2 separate regions of the Sus scrofa genome follow, and region 2 is linked to region 1. The links are chromatin contacts, called in public promoter capture Hi-C maps. All regions are on one chromosome and are shown on one strand. Each heading gives the region's core, a stretch centred on a gene start, on an enhancer-like site or on the middle of the called end of the contact. The rest is flanking DNA. Distances are from core to core; before and after follow the strand shown.

What was found. Promoter capture Hi-C pulls out the DNA fragments that hold promoters and counts their contacts.
Region 2: a promoter capture Hi-C map of liver shows a contact between it and region 1, with 4 times the contacts expected there. The contact joins the promoter of SRFBP1 here to the promoter of HSD17B4 in region 1. A contact is called at or near these places in 2 of 5 promoter capture datasets (fetal skeletal muscle and liver) and 1 of 47 Hi-C or Micro-C datasets (embryonic fibroblasts).

Annotation. Positions count from the first base shown.
Region 1 is chr2:123,310,120-123,317,925 of Sscrofa11.1, forward strand. HSD17B4 (hydroxysteroid 17-beta dehydrogenase 4) reads left to right here and starts at 3,364. Exons shown (of 24, transcript NM_214306.1): 1 at 3,364-3,490; 2 at 7,474-7,527. The coding sequence starts at 3,433.
Region 2 is chr2:125,503,073-125,510,878 of Sscrofa11.1, forward strand. It overlaps SRFBP1 (serum response factor binding protein 1), which reads left to right and starts at 4,775. Exons shown (of 10, transcript NM_001244566.1): 1 at 4,775-4,820; 2 at 4,823-4,851. The coding sequence starts at 4,817. LOC102160311 (a long non-coding RNA gene) reads right to left here and starts at 4,647. Exons shown (of 5, transcript XR_002341867.1): 1 at 3,870-4,647.

The DNA.
Region 1 (7,806 bases), core at 2,114-4,613:
GCATTTACCTAGCCCTGTTGGCTCTGGTTTGTGGACTATTAAGAGCCTAGTTTTGAGTCTGGGAAGTGAACTCGTTCACACCACAGAGATGGGTGAGAAAGCCTTCAATCTTGCTCTTCTTGCAGGCCTGTGGTTAAGCCCACCTCACTGAAGATTATAGTTGAGTTGCTTTTGCACTTACATTTCTAGAAAGTAGAAATAATGCACATAGACTCTTCCCCACCCTTTAAAAAACAAAACAAAACACACAAAGAACGGGGTTATTGGATTAAACAAGAAAGACTACAACAGAAGATTGAAACATCTACCACACATGGAGATCTGAGCACTTGCACCAGGTGAAACTTGGAGGAGTGGGTCCTCCTCATAGGGTTTAGTTTGAGGAAGTTTGGTTCTCAGTTGCTGTAGCTACAGTCTTCTCAAGAATCAGCGGGGAGCTCCTGTTATGGCTCAGCAGATTAAGAATCTGACTAGTATCCATGAGGACACGGGTTCAATCCCTGGTCTCGCTTAGTGGGTTAAGGATCCAACAATGCCATGAGCTGTGGTGCAGATCGCAGCCATGTCTTGCATCCAGAGTGGCTGTGGCTATGCCGGCAGCTGTAGCTCCAATTCAACTCTTAGCCTTCGAACTTTCATTATGTGTTGGGTGTGGAGTGGAGACTGCAGTTTACTGAGTTATCACACTATCCTACACTTAATGGCCATGCCCAAGGCTCAATTTCACATCTTCACCTGTGTCTATATTCCAAAAGCCTGAGGACTTCCTTGTGCCCAATAAGTGAAGAAATTTGCTATTGACCTAAGGCTAGGGTAGCCTCACAGTCCCATGGGCCTTAGTGGAGAGCATGAGCAGAGTGGCAGGGGCTACACCCCAGCCAACCCCATTGGTTGGAGGTGGCACCAGGGTGGGGCAGGGTCAAGTGACCTTTCTTACTGCAGGAGCTTTCTTGTATTTGAGCACCGCTGAGGCTAGCTTTCCTGGGTTTCGGTGAGCACAAGAGTTCTGGGGTCAGAAGTTAAAAGGCAGGTGTGGACAAATGGCTAAGAGAGCAAGGCACTGGTATAGGGGAGAGCTTTCAGTGACATGACTACTCCTGGAGGTTTGGCCTTGAGTTACTCAGAGATCGTTCTTGCTGCGCCTGAGAGGTGAGACTAAACTCTCAGAGCTCTAGAACCTTAACTGTCTGCTGGACTTCTCCAGCCATTGCCTTGCTTCTCTTCCCATAGACAATTGGCCCAGAGCAAAATTCCCTCCAAAAGCTGATCGTCTACCACTATTCCTTATTTTGATGAATGGCCCACCCTACCCTAGATACTCAAGCTGGAAGTATGGAGGTTATTCCAGTCGTTCTTGTCTCACATCCATGTCCAATTAATCAAAAAGACCTATTAGGAGTTCCCTTCGTGGCGCAGTGATTGACGAATCCGACTAGTAACCATGGGGTTGCGGGTTCGGTCCCTGCCCTTGCTCAGTGGGTTGACGATCCGGCGTTGCCGTGAGCTGTGGTGTAGGTTGCAAACTCGGCTCGGATCCCGCGTTGCTGTGGCTCTGGCGTAGGCCGGTGGCTCCAGCTCCGATTCAACCCCTAGCCTGGGAACCTCCATACGCCGCGGGAGCGGCCCAAGAAATAGCAACAACAACAACAACAAAAAAAGACAAAAAGCCAAAAAAAAAAAAAAAAAAAAAGACCTATTAACTCCATTTCCAAATATACCTCTGTATTACTGCCCCCTCCTTCCATATTTCCTCTGCATTACTTTTGGTCTCTACAGTTTTCTCCAATAGGTGTCTATCTGTTCTCTCTGTTCACCTCCAGTCAATTCTCAGTAGTGGGGCAAAATGACCTTTTCATGATGTAAACATTTCTCTGGAGTAATCTTGCTTAACATGTTTTAAGCTCAAAATTTAAACACCTAAATGTGATCTGACTGATTCTGCTTACTTTCGTGAACTTACCTCCACCTCTGTCAAGCTAGTACTTCTACTTCTATTACCTATAATATCCTCTATTTGCAAAGCACACTTCTTAAGTCTGTCATCTCCTTTGGAAAGTTTTCCCCTTTTCTCACCGGAAGGGAAAGGGTTTGTTTATTTCGGCACAAGTCTTAGCATGCTGTACTGTAGGTAAAGTTATACCACCTAATTTTGAATAGCTCAGGGACACCTTATTTTTCATCTGTAAACTTGTGCTTACTACCCCTAGGTGCTTAATAATATGACTATATTCAACCCCCAAAAGCAAAAGTTATTTAGAATCACCCCTGGACATTTTTTTTTTTTTTTTTTGTCCCTTGATATTTTGTGGCCAAGACTATTGCCCCAGAATCATACCCCTTCCCCTTCCTTGAATGGAAACCAGTTGCTCTAGTCTAAGTTTCAGGAGGAAGCTGCAAAGAGAAAAACAAGTACAGGTTAGAACAAACCAGGTGCCAGAGAACATTTGACTTCCAGTAGACTTTTAGCCTCATTATACATTCATTGCAATAGATTAGCACACTAAATGACACCTACCAGTGCTTTGTCCCTTGACAATTACCACAGCAACAATGGGAAAGGCCCATACGAAGACTACGAAGACTACGGAGGAGTGTTCTTTCAGTTCTGGATCCGAAGTACATCGATGTTCTTGGTTAAGTCATGACTGAGTATTCCTCCCACTTTTCCTAATTACCTCCCTTTTATCTCCATCGTCCTACATGTGTGGTGTCTCCATCTGAATTGGGTTTAGAAATTGATTTGTGACCTAAGTTTCCGCTTCTCCATTCTTTGGTGATTAAATAAAGCTCGTGCTGTTCCAGTTTCAACATCGATTTCATTATTGGCTGTGTGAAGCCAAGTGGAAAAAGAAAACCTTCCTGGCAGAAACAAGCGGTCTTGGCCAGTCTCAGACTCCAGGACCGGTAGAGTCAATCAATTCCATTTGGGATGTCAGCGTGGGGGCTCAGTACTTTGCATTTTTGACAGTTCCCAGAGGTCCATTCTGAGAAATCTTTTACCCATTGGTCAGAGTACCTCTACTTCTCAGGAGCTATTTTTGAAAGCTACTTAAGGATAGGGGCTGCATCCTCGCCAAGATCCAGAAAACGCTTGTTGAGTGAATGACAAAGGGACGGGTGAATGGATAAATACAAGGTCGGCCCAGTCAGCCATTTTACCACAAAGGTCCCATCAGCTCCCTTTACTTCCGCAGCAGAACTAGCCCTTTCAACCCAAGCCTCCTGGGCAGGGTCCAGCAGCGCCTGGAGGCACGGTGGACTACATTTCCCAGAGTTCCAAGGGATTGGCCGCGCAGGCGCACTTGGAAAAATACTACGTCACTCTCTTACCCAGAAACTGGCCGGTTAATGCCTTCGGCGCCGCTCCTCCTCGCCTCAGGTTTTCCCTGTCCGGCAGTGTGAGCTGTGCTGGTTCTTCTGCAGGCCGGACTTATGGCCTCGATGTTGAACTTCTACGGGCGTGTGGTGCTGGTCACCGGTGCCGGGGGAGGTAGGCATGCAAAGGTTGGAAGGCTGACGTCCGGGTCGCTCCTATCCCGGAGCACTCCTTTTCGGTCCCGCTGCTCTCGCAGCGGTGGCTGCGGTCTCAGCGTCGGGACTGCGGACAGCGGTGGCGGGGCAGCTAGCGGAGTGAGCGGCTGGATCCCCTGGGGGTGGTGGGAGGACGGACAACGACTGTCCTCCCGACGCCGAATCTGCTGAGGCGGGGGAGGTGGGGCTGGCCAGTCTTGAGTGGAGAGCCAGAAACTCCTGGTGCAGCCCCCACCCGTGTGGACTTCTCAGGGTTTAGGATCTTGCCTGAGGAGAGAGGCTTCGTTGGGCTGCGGGTTGCAGAACTAGGTGAAAGGTCTTTCAGGAGCTCATCCGTGAGTATCCATTGGGACTCTTCCTGCCAGTAGACTATCTAGGCCGCTTTAAGTCTTTTAAATGTGGTGGAAAAGCCGTCTGGGAGCTGCAGTCACCCCCGGTGTAGCAGATATGTCAGTCCCTTGCTTTTAAAAAGTCACTCATCCTTCCCTTTGTTGGATGATTTTAAGTTCTTTAGAGGGCCTTCCTTAAAAAGAAAAAAAAAAAAATCTGATTGGATTCCTCCTGGTTGGACTTTGTATGTATATCAAGCCAAGCACCATATTGACTAGTCCACTGGAGTCTTGGCGTGGGTTGTGAACTCAGTGCCTGATAAAGGACGTAATTGAGAGTGTCATGGGGACAGCAGGAGCTGAGGAGCAGAGGCCTTTTTGACATGGGCCAGATCTTCCTGTACTTCCGAAGCAAAATGGTGATTTGTTATGAGAAATAACCCTATTTTTAAAGGACAGAATTAAAACAAACCAGTCATACCCACGCGAATGCTTTGCGTTGAGGTTTTCTATTTTTACCACCAATACACGACCTCTCCGACCTCCAAGTGCAGGGATCTTGGTCTTAATTGATCCCCCACTGGTAGTGCCTTATGGATTTAATGAAGAATTAATTTGAATTGTATGTTAAAAATCACAAACAATGGAATTCTGTCAGTTAATTCATTTGTACCTTCACATCTCCATTAATAAAGTAAATTCTTATGCTTCTGTTCAGAAAAATGTCTTTAGTATTAGTTGGTAGCCAAGTATTTTGTACCTGTAGCTAAATACTTCATTCTAAAATGATCATTCATTCTAAAATGATCCGTTTTGGAAAAACATTTTGTTTACACTTTGACGGAATGGAAATAAGGAATGTGTCTCCTGTTTTAAATCTCTTTTGACAGTGAGTGATCCACACTATGAAATACATTTTACACCAAGACCTGGTGTGTGTGTGCACACCCCGCCATCTATATTTGAAAGAAATTCATGACGTGGTGCATAGTAAATGCAGTGCACTTTGAACTTTTCTGCTTCTTTCATTGAGAAATACAGATTGCAGTCCACTAAATTGATTTTGTGAAGTATTAATGAGTTGTGGCTTGACAGTTATGAATTTAGCATCTCCTGTTCATAAACAGATTTGTATTTTAAAGAGCCTGGATTATGGTACAATTACTGGCCATTAGACTTGAATACTATCTGAGGGTGGAATATAATTTTGTGGTAAATTTGAGACTGTTGTAAGGTCCACACTAGGCCATCATTTATGAGAGATTGAGATCTAATTCCAATCTAATTCAGGACAAAGGCTGTTGTCCTTGAGGTCTTACAGTTGTGATTTGAGAATACCTACCTAGAACTGAGGCATTGCTGAACATCCCAGGAGAATGTCCATGAGAGCCTCCCTGCCTGCTTGTCCTGGGTCTGAGTCTGGGAAGTAGTCCACCTCCAAACCACTCTTATTTTAGAGATGAACAGAAATATCTTTGCAGTATTCAGGTGCTGTTGTTTAGCTTGTAATTTTGAATAGTTTAATGGAAGACCCATAAGGAGTTAAGAATGGTCTAGGCTTCACGAAAACAATTTTGCCCTAATTGGTGGTATATTGGGAATTTGATTTGTTAGCTGACTGTAGCGTTGCTGGGGAAGTAACTGGGTGAGAGTGGTGGAGTTGGGCAATGGAAGAAGGAAGTCTGGCCATTATGAATTGGAGATGGTTATAAAATAGCAGCTTGTAGGTCTGGAGATTTTGAGAAGTGTGTGAGTAGTTGCAGATTCTAAAGTCGGGAGAGGCTTTGAGGTCCTTTGACTTCTGGTAAAGCTAGAAAATGAAGTAGTCCAGGGAGCTAGTCTCTGAGGCTCTGTTAAGTTGAAGGAGAGAGAAGTCCACTGCGAGAGCACTGAACAAACAGCTTGAGAAAAGAATCAGCTGAGATTTGACAGTGCTAAAAGGCCAAAAGGGAAATTGGAGAGAGAGGATGATTGACAATGAATTTGGATGTGAGAGGAAGTTAAGATAGGACCTAAAAGAGGATTAAGATAAAATAGAGGCTCTTGGATTTAACTTTTTGTTCATTTTGGCTGTAAAACTGTACTGGGCATTGTGGGAAATGCAAAAGAATGACATAACCTTAACTTTTAAGGACCTTCTAGTTTAGTTAGGGAGACAGACTGACACATAAAGTATTTAAATAATGTTTATGTAAATACAAATATAAAAACATGGGAGGATGCTTAGGTATCTGTTAATGGGCTAGTAGTATTAGAAAGAAACAGGGAAGAGAATGTCACTTTTAATTTTGTATACAGATTTCTGTACAGTTTGCATGGGCCTTTATGATAAAAGTGGATTACTTACATATCTTTTGAGAAAATTGTATAGCTTGGTTTTGTGGTAATTCTCTGATTAACCTAGATCAATCTTTACTAGAAACCTACCCTGCGTCTTTCATCTGATAAGTTTTACTTTGTTACTATAATTTTGTGTGTGTGTTCTGATCATGAGTACTTGATTTCTATAAGAACCTCATGTTTAGAATAAGTGCTTCAGCCTTGATCTGATAAAATATGAGGCGACTTAAATTATTAGCTAGATTCCCTCTCATCCAGAGTGGATTAAACTATAAAATAAATTATTTGGTGATTTTTAATTTTGGAAAACTTTTTATTTTGGCTTGTTTTTAGAAGAGCCTGATAGTTTAGCCATCTCAGTTTGTTATTTGTTTACTTTTTATCAATTAATTTAAACTGAATTTATTATTTATTAAATTTATTAATTTAAATTAAATGTATTAGTTACATTAAAAAAACCTGTATGTGTTAAACAATTTAAACAATGCAAAAGTAAGCTTTCCACCCCTTGTTGCTAGTCACACAATTCTGTACCCAAGAGGTAACCACTAATTGCCATTCTCTTATGTATATAGTCTTCCCGAAATGTTTTATGCCTATAAAATTTATGTAGCTGTGTATCCATTTTTGGATGTATAAATTTACATCTCTTATCTCTGAGTATGAATTAAATATTTCCTGTGTGTGGTGATTATACAGTCAAAGTTCACAGCAGGATGTAGAAACTACTATATATTTAAAACAGGAAAGGATTTAATATAGACAATTGGGTTTTAAGCAGTTCCTCTTGGAATTCCTCATGGAACAATTTGAAACTGGTCTGTAAGTGGAGCTACTACCTCTTGAGGCTGCCATTGGAACTGCCACAGCCCAAATAGTCGCTGGACCCAGGGTCTAGAGAATGGAAGCTGCCATCCAGAGATTAGGGAGCTAGATCTAGACACCTCTACTGTATCTACTTAATATCTGGGAAGCTTCAAGAAATCAGCTTCTTAAACAACAGCAATAGCCAAAAGTCACAGTAAGGTGGCTTCTGCCTCATTCCTTCCTTCCAGATTCCATGCAAATATGTTTAATGGTGGAAAATGTAGTTGTAAGCTTTCCAATCCCTGCAAGTAGAAGAGGATGAAGTAAAGGCTGAGAGTACCACTGAAGACTGTACTCTTGTAATGTAGATGTTCACCATTTACTTTACAATTGGGATTGAGTCGAGTGGACCAAAAAATTATGCTACCATTTGCTTAACTTTCTGATTTATTGTTTTCTTCAATAGGATTGGGCCGAACCTATGCCCTGGCTTTTGCAGAAAGAGGTGCATCAGTTGTTGGTAAGTGGATATATTTTTTTTTCCATTCAGTGGCTGGGAACTAAAATACTGTCTTCACAAACCAGTCACCTTTGTATTTACATCCAGTAATTTGTCAAGGTCAAATTTCATCACTGTGTTTTCCTTCTTCCAGCAAAAAAAAAAAAAAAAAGGTTCCCTCTTGGGGCTGACTTAGTAACTTATTTCTTAAAGTAAACGAGGTTCTCAGAATTTGCATCCTAACAGAATTGAAAAAGATGGGTCAGCACTCATTATATAAAAGGAAATTCTTGAATTTGG
Region 2 (7,806 bases), core at 3,525-6,024, 2.2 Mb after region 1:
TTTTAAAAAGTGTACAGTTTAGTGAGAGAGTTATTAGAATCACCTCTGTAAAGAACTAAAATGATGTTTCAGACTGTAGCGTCAAAGACAGAGATGGACTAATAGAGAAATGATACATGAGGAACAATGTAAAACTACTAGTCACTTTAAAAATGAACATATAAGTTTGCTGAGAGCTTATAATGTAAAAAATAGACTGCACATTAGAAATTTCAAATTGAAGTAGACTACTGTAAACAATATAAGAATGAACCACTGATAAGAAAAATTAACTTCTACTTGGGGGTTTAAAAATTATTTTTAAAAAGGATGAACAGAATGTGAACCCATCTTCCCAGACACCTACAGTCAATTAATCTTCTACAGAGGAGGCAAGCATATAAAATGGGAAAAAGATATTCTTTTCAGCATGTGGTGCTGGCAAAACTCGACAGCTGCATGTAAATCAATGAAACTGGAACAAATCTTCACACCATGCAGAAAATAAACTCAAAATGGCTTAGACTTAAACATAAGACACCATAAAACTCCTAGAACATAGGCAAAACATTCTCTGACATTAACTGTGCAAATGTTTTCTTAGATCAGTCTTACAAGGCAATAGGAAATAAAAACAAAAATAATCCAATAGGACCTAACTAAACTTATAACATTTGCAAAGCAAAGGAAATCATAAAGAAAACAAAAAGACAACCTTCAAAATGAGAGAAAACAGCTGCAAATGATGCAGCTGACAAGGGCTTAATCTCCAAAATATACAAACAAGTCATACAACTCAACCACAAAAAAGCAAACGACCCAATGAAAAAATGGGGACAAGACTTAAATAGATATTTCTCCAACGAAGACATACAGATGGCCAGCAGGCACATGAAAATGCTCAATTTCACTAATTATTGGAGAAATGAAAATCAAAACTACAATGAAGTACTACCTTGCACTGGTCAGAATGACTATCATTAATGAGTCTACAAATAACAAATGTTGGAGAGGGTATGGAGAAAAGGGTACCCTCCTTCACTGCTGGTGGGAGTGTAAATTGGTACAACCACTATGGAAAACAGTATGGAGATTCCTCAGAAAACCAAATATTCAACTACCATTCAATTCATCAATCCCACTCCTTAATCTGGACAAAATTACAATTCAAAAAGATACATGCACTCGTATGTTCCTAACAACACTATTTGTAATAGCCAAGTCATGGAAGCAGTCTAAATGTCCATCTACAGATGAATGGATTAAGAAGAACTGGTACATGTACACAATGAAACACTACTCGGCAATAAAAAGAATAAAGTAATGCTGTTCAAAACAACATGGATAAAACTAGAGATTCTCATACCAAGTGAGGTAGGTCAGAAGGCAAAAGACAAGCACCACATGATATCATTTATATGTGGAATCTAAAATATGGCACAAATGAACCTATCTACAGAACAGAAACAGATTCACAGACATGGCGAATAGATTTGTGGTTGTCAAGAGGGAAAATGAGGCAGTGGGATGGACTAGGAGTTTAGGTTTGATAGCTACAAAATATCAAATTTAGAATTAAAAACAATGAGATCCTGCTGTATAGCACAGGGAATCACTTGTGGTAGAACAGGAGGGAAAATAATATGAGATAAAGAATATATATATATATAGATAGATAGATAGATAGATAGATAGATAGATAGATAGATAGATAGATATAGGAGTTGCCATCATGGCTCAGTGGTTAACAAATCTGACTAGGAACCATGAGGTTGTGGGTTCAATCCCTGGCCTTGCTCAGTGGGTTAAGGATCCGGCATTGCCCTGAGCTGTGGTGTAGGTCACAGACGTGGCTTGGATCTGGCATTGCTGTGGCTCTGGCATAGGCCAGTGGCTACAGCTCCGATTAGACCCCTAGCCTGGGAATCTCCATATGCTGCCAGTGCACCATAGAAAAGACAAAAAAAAAAAAAAAAAAGAATGTAAGTATATGTGTATACACACACACACACAACTGGGTCACTTTACTGTACAGCAGAAACTGACAGAACACTGTAAATTAACTATACTTTAAAAAAGTTTTAAAGATATTAACATTACCAAATACATTGCTTTTCAAATGTTAAAATAACCTTGCATTCTTGAAATAAATGCAACATTGTAATTCCCTCCCTCTACCATTTTATATCTTACTAGAATCAGTTAGCTAATACACTGTACAAACATATTTGTACCTATGATTTTTGAAGAGGTTTTCCTATAAAATTCTTTTCTTGAAGTGACTTTCAGTGATTACTGTCAAAGTTATGTTAGTATTATGAATCCAAGAAGTCTCATCTTCCGTTCAAAAAATGATTGTATAAAATATACTTAATTTCTTCTAAAATATTTCTTTGAATTAATTGGTAATGTCTTCTGTCTGAAGTTTTGTTTAAAAGTATAAATTCAATTATTTGATAGATGTAGCACTATTCAGAATTTCCATTTTTTTCTTAAGCCAATCATTCTAAGTTGTTTCCATGAATTTATTCATTTCACTTAAATTGTCATATTTTGGACAAAAAAATCCTACAGAACAGAAACAGACTCACAGACATGGAGAACAGACTTGCGGTTGCCATGGGGTAGTAGGAGGGAGTGGGCTGTATTGGGAGTTTGGGGTTAGTAGATGCAAAATATAACATTTAGAATGGACAAGCAACAAGTCCTACTGTATAGCACAGGGAATTATACCCAGTCTCTTGAGATAGGACATGATGGAATATGAGAAAAAGAATATATATATGTATGACTGAGTCACTCTGCTGTAGAGCAGAAATTGGCACAACAACATAAATCAACTATACTTTAATAAAAAATTAAAAAACAAAAAGAATGTGAACAGGTCTTGAAAAGGTACACTTAAGAAAGTAGAGAGGAGCATCAAAAGCAGAGAGAGTGTAGGCTAAGTAAAGGTAGAAAACAAACGCTGAGCTTGCAGCGGTTGCAGTGGCTACAGAAACCAGATGTCATAGAGCAAGAAGAGTGGTCAAGAGAAAATACTACAGAGCCTTTAAAAGCTACAGACGAACTTCATTTTAAGAATACATTTTTGGAAGCATTATGGAATCATACTAACATTTTTCTTCCAGATTAAAAGACATATTTTCCTTAAAGCTCTTTTAGCTTTAAAACATCCTTTCCTATGTATTTACATATGAATGCTATTACCCACTTGGGGTGATGAGCTCCTATACTCCAGGAGCTCAGTTATAATGAAGGGAAACAGCTGAAAAAGGACACAATTACAATTCGGTGTAAGATTTATAAATGGCAACACTACCTTAATGCAACATTAGTCAGACAGGAAGTCAGGTGTTAATCCGACGGTGCCCACATTATACCTTAAACTAAAATAACACAAATCCAAACATAAGACTGAATTACTGTAAATTGAGTACAGACTCATGAGCCAAGAGCAAAAGCTCTGAGTAGGACAGTCTTCTTTGATAGAGGCTCAGAAGCGGACCTAGCTTAAATTTTCTTTCTCCACAGTCGTGAAATTCTTAATAAGTTTATCCATGAATCTGAGTTCTGTAAGTGAAATCCAGTGGGACAATGGAATATTTGTCAAAAGCTTAGTCTCAGGTCAAGTGTGGCTTTTCCTGCCACATACTCCCACTTAGGTTCTCTGGATTCCACTTCCCTTTCTCTGCCCAGCAACTGCTACCACCTTGGTGCAGTACAGGAACCCTTCCCTGAGTCCTGGAGCAGGGGTCCCAGGCACCTGTGAGGATCTGCAGTAGCCCCATAGCATCCCTTTTCTTGAGGGAGCACCACATTAACTACCAAATAAAAAGCACAATACAGGTCAAAAGACACCATGTAAAAAAGAAGAAACTTTTTCCTACTTTATGAACGTCGGGGGTCCTGCATTTTCTTTTCTCACTGGGCCCCAGAAATTATGTAACCGGCCTTGGAATCCTGTGTCAGTGGTCGGCTCAGCTGGGCAACTCTGGGCAAGACACTTGGCTTCTTAAGTCAGTTTCCACATCTGTAAAATAACAGTTCCTATCTCATTGGATTTCTTGACTATTTTGGAGATTGATGCTAAGTTTGTCCCAGCATTTGATCCATTTTAACGCTCAATATTACTGGGCGTTAACTATTAATACGCTACCTACTTCAGATCCACTCCCTCAAGTTTTCTCTACACCCAGGCTAATGTAATACTTTTAAACAGCCATTTTCACAGGCAGTGGCAAATGTTCATCCTGGTTTTGCTCTACACGTTCATTATCTAAATTTACCTAAATTATCTAAACGTTATTATCTAATAATCTCCTTACAGTGTGCAGAAAGAAATGTCTACGCCTGAGCTATAAAGTAAGACTGAAACATTGCTAAATCTAAATCTTCACAAACGCTAGACAAAACTTCGGAGCTAAATTGGTCGTTCAAGTGATCCTTTCAAAAAACGTTCATTCTCACAGGGACACAAAAAACAAGGTCTTTACAAAGCTGCGCCCAGTCTACAAACGAATGTAATAAAGCCAGTATCTTGAAAAACTTCTAAACAAGGTAATAGCTTGCGAAATGCCCCCTCCGCCACCCGCCCCTGCGGGGGTTTCCGCAAGAACGCGCAAATCAGGCGCGGAGCTCTCGGCGCAGGAAGTTGTTCTCCGTCACTTCCTTTCTTCCCCTCCGCGTCTGCGTACCTTCTGCGCGTGCGTCGGCTCGAGTGAAAGGTGGATGAATTTTGAGCCAATGAGGCCGCCGTTGAGGGGTTGGCGACGCAGCCGCGTTCGAGTGGATACAGTTCACGTGCGGGCAGCTCGAGCCTCCTCTCGGAGCTACTATGGTCAGCCAGGGACTTTGAACCTCAATAACGAGGTGAGCACCGTGGTCTGGGAACCTGTGGGGCTGACCTTTAGGGCTCTTTTTTGAAAGGCCTGGGGCGAAGCGGGGAGTCCCTGGCGAATTTTGCAGAACTTGTAGCATGTCAGCTGTAACTCCTTCATGGTATCTAGGTGACCGAAGCGTCTCTGGCCCTCATTCCCCATGAATTTTTATCTGTGGGACTTTGGGAAGATCATTTAATCTATATTCAGTGTCTTATCTGTCAAACGAAGCTCCTGACAGAACCTCCCTCACAAGGCTCTGGTGAGAATTAAAGTAACTGGAATGTATAAAGTGTTTGCAAAGTGCCTGATAATAAGCTCCGATACATATGACCTGCCTTTTGTTGACTGCAAAAAATGAAAGGGAGAGATTGAGACCTTATGCCTAGAAATTGCTGATCTTGAACGAGACCGTACGGTTTATAAGGATGTACGCTCCCTCAGTACTTCTTTTTCAGGTACTGTCACATTTCTCTGCTCCCAATCACAGCAAAACTTTAATACTTACTGTCCTCAAATTTATTTCTCTCTGAAATCCAGTCTGATCAGACATTTGTCCTCATCACCTCCACGTTTCGTCATGTCTCATTTCCAGTTTCTGCTTCTATTCTAGGAAGTCATCAGAGATTTAAGGTAACCTGGAAAAGCAAGGATTAAATGAGGACCTCACAGCTGTAGCAAAGGAAGTTCTCGTCCTTTTTATTCATTGCATATATGTGTCTGCTATGAGCAAGACACTACATATTACACAGTTGTGGAAGACAGACGGTTTTTAAGAAACCTATACTCAGGTAGGGAAGGGAAAACACCATCCACCATGCTATAGAATAATACCCAGAAAGAAAAACAAAGTTATTTAGGCAAAAAAAGAAAAGTTTCCAAAGAAGGCAAAATGAAATGAGTTATATTTATTCTTGGCCTTTAAGGATCTTACACAGTATTGAATCCAGTGGTTCAAATAGAGGGAAGAAGGCGTTTCTAGCCAGAGGAAACAGTATAAACAGGAAGGGATGGTAGTAGAAAGTGTTTTGGATAATATGAGTAGAAAACTCTACACTGATGAGAACTTGTGGGTGAAGTAGGAAATAAAGCTGAAATATATTACTGCTTTACTGCTGCATTAAGAAGCCTGGATTTCACTTGGCAGTAAAGAACAGGATGTATTAAAGAGGGGTACTCTGAAGGCATTCTCTTTACATTGATAAATATACATTAAGCTCTTTCTAGTTCCAGAAAACATTGCTGGTCTTTTTTCCGGTAGATCGCCTGTGAGATATAAAAGACCTTAATTGGAGTGTTGTCCTTGGAAATTTCCTGGAAATACTAGTGAGCTTCCTGTTTAATTCTGAAATTACACTGAGAAGAGTGTACCCTTTACCCTACTCTTCATTTAGGGCTCTCACTTTTTCCACTTAGCTAGTTTCCAGGCCTCTTCACAACAGTTAAAATTATTAATTCAGTTCATTCTGGGGTAAGTGTGTGTTCTTTATACAACCAAGGTGTTTTCTACTCTGAAAACATTTGCTTACCTGTTTCTTTTTTGTGTTTGTCTATCACCTGCAGCATATATGCTCTATAAGTGTTTGCTGGATGATTAAATAAACTTATCAGGTTAGGAAGTTTATACATCCCACGCTTAAGTAAATCGTATATGTTCTAATCTGAAGAAGGGGAAAAAAGACAGAAAAAAAGTGGCAATAATGAAAGAATGGTGTAATAATTTAAAATTAATGGGAGATGGGAGTTCCCGTTGTGGCTTAGCAGGATACAAACCCAAATTAGTATCCATGAGGATGTGGGTTCTATCCCTGGCCTGGCTCAGTGGGTTAAGGATCCAATGTTGCCGTGAGCTATGGAGCAGGCCAAAGACCCAACTCAGATCCCCCGTAACTGTGGCTGTGGTGTAGGCCAGCAGCTGCAGCTCCAATTTGATTTGACCCTTAGCCTGGGAACTTCCATATTGAAAAACAAAGGGGAAAAAAGGGACAAACACTTAGAAAAAATAGAGCAAATATGACAGACAAATTGCTAATGTTATTACTGTAAAATAGCTCACAGAAATTAAGAAAAATCACTTCATAGGAAATTGATAAGAGAAATGAATTAACTTATTTAAGAAAGAAATATATCTGAAAAAGAGTTCAAATTAACTTTTATTTTAGATACCTTTCCATTATTTTTCCATCTCACCGCTGTCCTAGTCTAAATTTTATTCCTCAGCAGAACTGCTATCCTGGCCTCCTGACTACTCTGATGAGCTGGAGTGCTCTCTTCAAAATACATCTCATGCCCTTGCTTAGAACTGCCTCCTGTTGCTTTTGGTGAAGACCAATCTAAACAAGGCGTATCTCTCCACTTGATGTTATACCATTCCCCTCACCCCTTCAGACTCTGTACTTGGCTGCTCTGGCATTCCTCCACTATCTAGCATGGCATTCTACAGATACTTTGGGTGTACTGTTCCTGTTACCCACCAAATTTTCTTTCTCATTAGTCCATATCATACTTCTATGTTGCTTTATCAGGGACACTGCTCTTGACTTTCATTTACTCCTTGTGTAAACTTTTGTAGCACTATTTACATCTCCATTTTAGCATTTGTAAGAGTTGTTTAATCTGTTATGTAAATGTGAGAGAGATTGCTTATGCCCTCAGTAGGACTATAAATTTTTGCTCACCATCATATCCTCATTACTTATCTGTTGAGTAATTTGAGACATCATTTTCATGATCCCTAATAACTTAAATTAGTTTTCCTTAACTGAGATTCAGGAATGTATTTCAGGAACCCTATAACTGTCTGAAATTATGTGTAATTTGTTGTATGTCTATGTCCGGAGGGAGGGAGGAAGTTCCATAGATTTTATCACATTTGCAAAAATTTGTAAATCTCTAATATTTAAAGATGTTGGTACTTATATCTTTATTTAATTGGAATCCTTTTTCT